2 separate regions of the Gossypium hirsutum genome follow, and region 1 is linked to region 2. The links are chromatin contacts, called in public Hi-C maps. All regions are on one chromosome and are shown on one strand. The core of a region is the stretch at or near the end of the contact, and the rest is flanking DNA. Distances in the headings are between cores, read along the strand shown. Region 1 holds the start of LOC107955267 (delta(8)-fatty-acid desaturase 2). Region 2 holds the start of LOC107955262 (desiccation protectant protein Lea14 homolog).

The links. Hi-C and Micro-C count contacts between places; a contact is called where the count stands out from the background.
Region 1: a contact with region 2 is called in a Hi-C map of hypocotyl, with 2.7 times the contacts expected there. The contact joins the promoter of LOC107955267 here to the promoter of LOC107955262 in region 2. A contact is called at or near these places in 2 of 34 Hi-C or Micro-C datasets (hypocotyl and leaf).

Annotation. Positions count from the first base shown.
Region 1 is chrA07:31,885,415-31,888,396 of Gossypium_hirsutum_v2.1, forward strand. It overlaps LOC107955267 (delta(8)-fatty-acid desaturase 2), which reads left to right and starts at 1,717. Exons shown (of 2, transcript XM_016891007.2): 1 at 1,717-2,820; 2 at 2,823-2,982. The coding sequence starts at 1,935.
Region 2 is chrA07:31,713,500-31,716,199 of Gossypium_hirsutum_v2.1, forward strand. It overlaps LOC107955262 (desiccation protectant protein Lea14 homolog), which reads left to right and starts at 1,315. Exons shown (of 2, transcript XM_016891005.2): 1 at 1,315-1,597; 2 at 1,940-2,297. The coding sequence starts at 1,392. The coding sequence ends at 2,189. TRNAA-AGC (transfer RNA alanine (anticodon AGC)) reads left to right here and starts at 2,627; the gene lies at 2,627-2,699.

The sequences.
Region 1 (2,982 bases), core at 467-2,966, 170 kb after region 2:
ACCTCGAAAAGGCATAAAAATTTCATTTTAATGGATATTAAAATTAAAAGAGAAAAAGGAAAAAGGAATGGATCAAATGCATAACAGTAACAAGGTGAAGGGCAGGGCAGTGTCTTTGTTCATAACTCACATGCGATGCGAGGTGCAAAGCTCCCCCATCAGCACCCTTCCCCAAAATATCTCCAATTTCAAACACTGGGGATTATTTTCACAATAAATAAAATGAAAATAAATATTCTGCTACGGCGGTCCACATTAAATCCATGTACCCTACCTCATTAAACCCCCTTACCTGTCGCATGGCCCACAAATCTTTTTCCTAATAATCAAATCAGACTACTTTTTTTAAAAAAATTTTTTTTGGGGTCGGACATTAGACCACTTGTTAATATACCCGTCAAAATACGTTACAAGTCCTTACGCTTTCCAAATATTTAAAATTTAATCTTTTTATTTTTATTTTTACGAACTTAGTCCTTCATCTTTTCGAAATTAAAAATTTAGGTCTGATTGTTGAGATTGTTAAAGTTATTTTCTTAAATTCATTAGGGTGACATTTTAAAATAAAAAAAACTCATTTGGTAACCATATAACAAATAAAATAACATTGTAATAGACATAAAGCTAATAATATTAACAGTCGAACTTATATTTTTAAATTAAAAATGTAGAGAGACTAAATTCCTAAAAATAAAATTAAGAAGACTAAATCCTGAATCTATGAAAAATACAAGAACTTGGAGCAAATCTTAACCTAATTAGAACTGTGAAGTTGATAAAATATGGGTAAAAGTACCATAGAGGCCCTTATATTAGAAACTAGATTGTAATTTGCTTCCTCTACTCAAAAAGTGGATAAATTAATTCTTATACGTTAGATCAAAGAATAAATTAATCATTTCTGTTAAAAATTATGTCTAATTATATAATTAAAAGCTAACTTAACTAATGAAATAATTACACGTTCACACATGTTTACTTCAATGCATTAGTTTTGTTAACGAGGGGGATTCAAATTTATAAGGATCTGATTCACATGTCACTGCACAGCTACATAAAATACAATATAATTATGAGCTACCTAATGGGGTGTTGCCCTTGCGCGTGGGGCCTTGGCTCTTCGTCAAACTTAAAACGTCTCCTTATTGGCTGTAATTTTTATAGTACTAAATTAGAAGTTTGAAAAGAAAAATTAGTTTAATAATCTTTTTGTAAGATATTTATTTAGATTAGATTTAAAGAGGTTTAATTATGTTGTTAGTGTCTAAACTCTTTGCATATTTTAATTTTAGTAATTTAATCAGTTGATAATTTTTTAAAAATTAAAAAAAAAGTTGCTTAGGTGATCAAGATTGCACGTATGAAAAGTTAAATAAGTAAAAAAAATGTTATCCCATGTTGTAAGGGTTTTTAACATCATTTTAAAGTAGCAAAATAAAAAGTCTTTACTTTTAAATTTTTAATTAAAAATCACATCATCCAATTTAACATATTTTCTTTAATTGTGGTATTAATTGTTATAAAAAAAGGCTAAATCGTAAGTGTAAAAAAATATTGAGTAGTGAGAGCAAAATTAGACCTTATTTAGATGAGATATGAAAAAGTTAATTAAAGATAGTAATTAAATTAAAAAAATATCTAGTCACGCAAAAGTCTAGCGCAAGTAACCTTCGTTAAAATCTCCGTAAAAGCAGAGGGGCAGTGCCGAGTATATATAAAAGATCGAGATAAAGGGGGAGAGAGAGAAATATTGAAGGAGAAAGTTTTAAGGATCAAAACGAAATCATATTTCTTGTTAATGGATTCTTTTGGTTGAACAGTCCGAAACCCATTTCCAGAAAAAAAAAAGAATCAAGAAAACACCGAGTGGGGTTTTTCTTGGTTTTGATTTGTATACTTGGATTTGCAAGGAAAAGATTTTTGGTTGAGGTTCAATGGAGGGTGAGAAAAGATACATTAGTGCGGAAGAGCTGAAAGAGCATAACAAATCTGGGGATTTGTGGATCTCAATCCAGGGCAAGGTTTACGATGTTTCAGAGTGGGCAAAGGAGCATCCCGGTGGGGAAATCCCGCTTTTGAATCTGGCCGGCCAAGATGTTACCGATGCCTTTCTGGCGTATCACCCTGGAACCGCTTGGCAGTATCTTGACAAGTTGTTCACTGGTTATCATCTCAAAGATTTCGAGGTGTCGGAGGTATCCAAGGATTATAGGAGGCTGGTCTCGGAGTTTGCCAAAGCCGGTATGTTTGAAAAGAAAGGACATGTAGCCCTTTTTTCACTTACAGCTGTAGCTCTGTTGTTTCTTGTTGTTCTTTATGGTGTTTTGAGATGTGATAGCGTGTGGGCACATCTTGGGTCGGCCATCTTGTTGGGCTTGCTTTGGATGCAAAGCGCATACGTTGGTCACGATTCAGGTCATTACCAGGTAATGACTAGCCGCGGTTACAACAAGCTCGCTCAGATTTTATCTGGGAATTGTTTAACCGGGATCAGCATTGCCTGGTGGAAATGGACTCACAATGCTCACCACATTGCCTGCAACAGCCTCGACCACGATCCCGATCTCCAGCACATTCCTGTTTTTGCCGTCTCTTCACACTTTTTCACTTCCTTAACCTCTAGCTTTTATGGAAGGACATTAAATTTCGATCCTTTAGCAAGGTTTCTTGTCAGTTACCAGCACTGGACATATTACCCTGTCATGATTGTGGCAAGGGTCAACCTATTTGTCCAAACATTCTTGCTCTTGTTTTCAAACCGTAGTGTCCCAGATAGAGGTTTTAACATAATGGGAATCCTTGTGTTTTGGACATGGTTCCCCTCCTGGTTTCATGTCTTCCCAATTGGCCGGAGAGGATCATGTTTGTTCTTGCCAGCTTCGCCGTCACATCGATTCAACACGTTCAGTTCACATTGAACCATTTCTCAGCAAATGTGTACGTTGGACTCCCAACAGGCAACGACTGGTTCGAGAAGCAAAC
Region 2 (2,700 bases), core at 65-2,564:
TGTATGGAGAACATGCAGAGAAATATAGTGTGTATATATATATATATATTAGATCATATAGAGGAACATTGAACAAAAAAAAATCATGAGGAATCATTCATTAAAGCAGCATAATAATTTGGAAAAAGTGGGGTTGAAACTTGAAAACGCTTCATCCATCTCGATTCCCACATGAATCACACATGATTAGGGGCGAGTTTAAAGGGGTGGGCACTGGACAGGGGCTTCCCACGTATTCTCCCAGTTTTTTTTTTTTATAAATTTTTGAATAAGTTGTGATTATACCATAATCACTCACCAACCCATAAATAAGAAGATATTATACTTCAGCGCATTCAAACTCAATCATATTGTATTGACAAACAATATTCATACCAATCAAGCTAAAACTCAATTACCAAAACAATATATAAAATTTTAATTTAACATTTATTTTTTTAAAATAATTTAATATGATTAATTTAATAATGTCTTTTATCAATCATATTATTTACATTTCTTTAATGTATGCAATCCTATTTTTTTATAATACAGAATAATTCTATAACTATTTTTATTAGTTTAGTTTAGTTAGAGTATAATCTTTTTAACATTAAAACTTTAATTCATATTAAAATTTTACAGATACAAGAAAAGAAAAAATGACTTACAAAGTTAACCAGAAAATTAATATCATTTACATATTCTTATATTTAAAAGTGATATTGGTGAAAAAATTATATAAAAATAACACCAAAATTAAAATTAATTGAATCCACCCAAAAGAATTTTAAATTTCTTAATTTTACCACAGATTTTTTTTTAAATTATAGTTTTAGATATTTACTTTAAAATAAATATAAAATTATTAAAAAAACATAAAATACTTTTACCAGAAAGTTTAGATATATTTTATTAACTCCCGTGAATTCAATTATAAACTATAAAATTTTAAAAAAATTTGCATATTTTTTACTCATAATTTATTTACTGTATGTCCCAACCTAATAACTTATATTTACTGACGTAAATCCCCATTTTCTGTAGACAATTAACTTTATCAAACCAATTCAATAATAATAATAATAATAATAATAAACATTAAAGCTCCCTCAACAAAGAATCTAAAAATCTGCTTTGAAGTTGCGACTACTTAAAACGTGGACAGGAGAAGTTGCCAAAATTAAAGCACAGATCTCCCTCTACGGAAAAACTAACCAACAGCTCTACGCGTTTATTCTCACGTGCCATCATCATCCATCAAGCATGTCTAATTTACACGTGTCACCTACACAGATGCCCCCGCTCCCTTATAAAATGGAAACCCAAACATGAGGGGTCTCTAACGTCAAAACAGACAGCATCCTCAGATATCGAGCCATCCCCCAAATCTAATAGTCAGTTTGTACACGATGGCGGAGTTGTTGGACAAGGCGAAGAACTTTGTGGCCGATAAGGTGGCCAATATGAAGAAGCCTGAGGCTAGCATCACGGATGTTGATCTGACCCATGCGGGCTTTGACGGCATCCAGTATAAAGCTAAAGTCTCCGTCACCAACCCCTATAGCGCTCCTATCCCCATCTGCGAGATCTCTTACACTCTCAAAAGTGCTGGCAGGTTTGATCCCCCTCCTCTCCTCTCCGCTTTTCATCAATCTTCTGTTCACTATTCCTTTTCGTTTTCTTTTATAAATATTTGATTTCTGAGATTCGTTTTTGAAGTTGCACCATGGGATATGGTTTATTCATTCATGTTTGACACATTTTTCTATTCATACTGATCTGTTTAAATGGCTTTGGGGTTTGAAATCTGAAAAAAAAAACAACACAAGAATTATAATGGCGCTTTTGACAGATTCTTCCTAGCGGATATTCCAATAATGGACCGTCTTAGACATTGGAAATTGGGATTATGTTGGGCGTTTGATTTAGCTATTGATGATTTGTGAAATTGCGACAGGGTGATTGCATCGGGGAAAGTACCAGACCCGGGTTCACTGAAGGCAAGCGACTCGACGATGTTGGACGTGGAAGTGAAGGTACCGCATAGCGTATTGGTAAGCTTGATAAAGGACATCGGTGCAGACTGGGATATTGACTATGAATTGGAAGTGGGACTCACCGTGGATCTTCCTCTCTTTGGAGACCTGACCATCCCTCTCTCTCAGAAAGGAGAGATCAAGCTTCCTACTTTCAGAGACTTCTTTTGACTTCTATTCATCCCTCATGTATTCTTTCTTTTCTGAAACATGAATTATATGTCAAAAATACTATATGTGCTTTAAGTTGAATAAATTGTTTTTACCGATCCGAGCTAATCCTAGATCTATATTTTTTTTTAATAAAGTTTTGAGTTTACCTTTGATCAAAAGAGAAGGGAAATCATGAAATCCTTTAATTATGAGTTTAGAGGTTCAATTCTAACCCATTAAAATAAAACACATTTCATTACCATCACGGTGGAGACCTTGAACATGAACTTCCTTTCTCAGATGGGATAAAGTGATGACTTTCCCTCAACTGAAGTAACATCTCCACCATCAATGAAATGGCTTGGGTCAGTTCGAGATAAACAATCAAGATTTGTAACATGGTCAATATACAAAATTAAAGATACTAAAAATTTTTCTAAGACCTAAAATCGTTCGGGGATGTAGCTCAGATGGTAGAGCGCTCGCTTAGCATGCGAGAGGTACGGGGATCGATACCCCGCATCTCCAT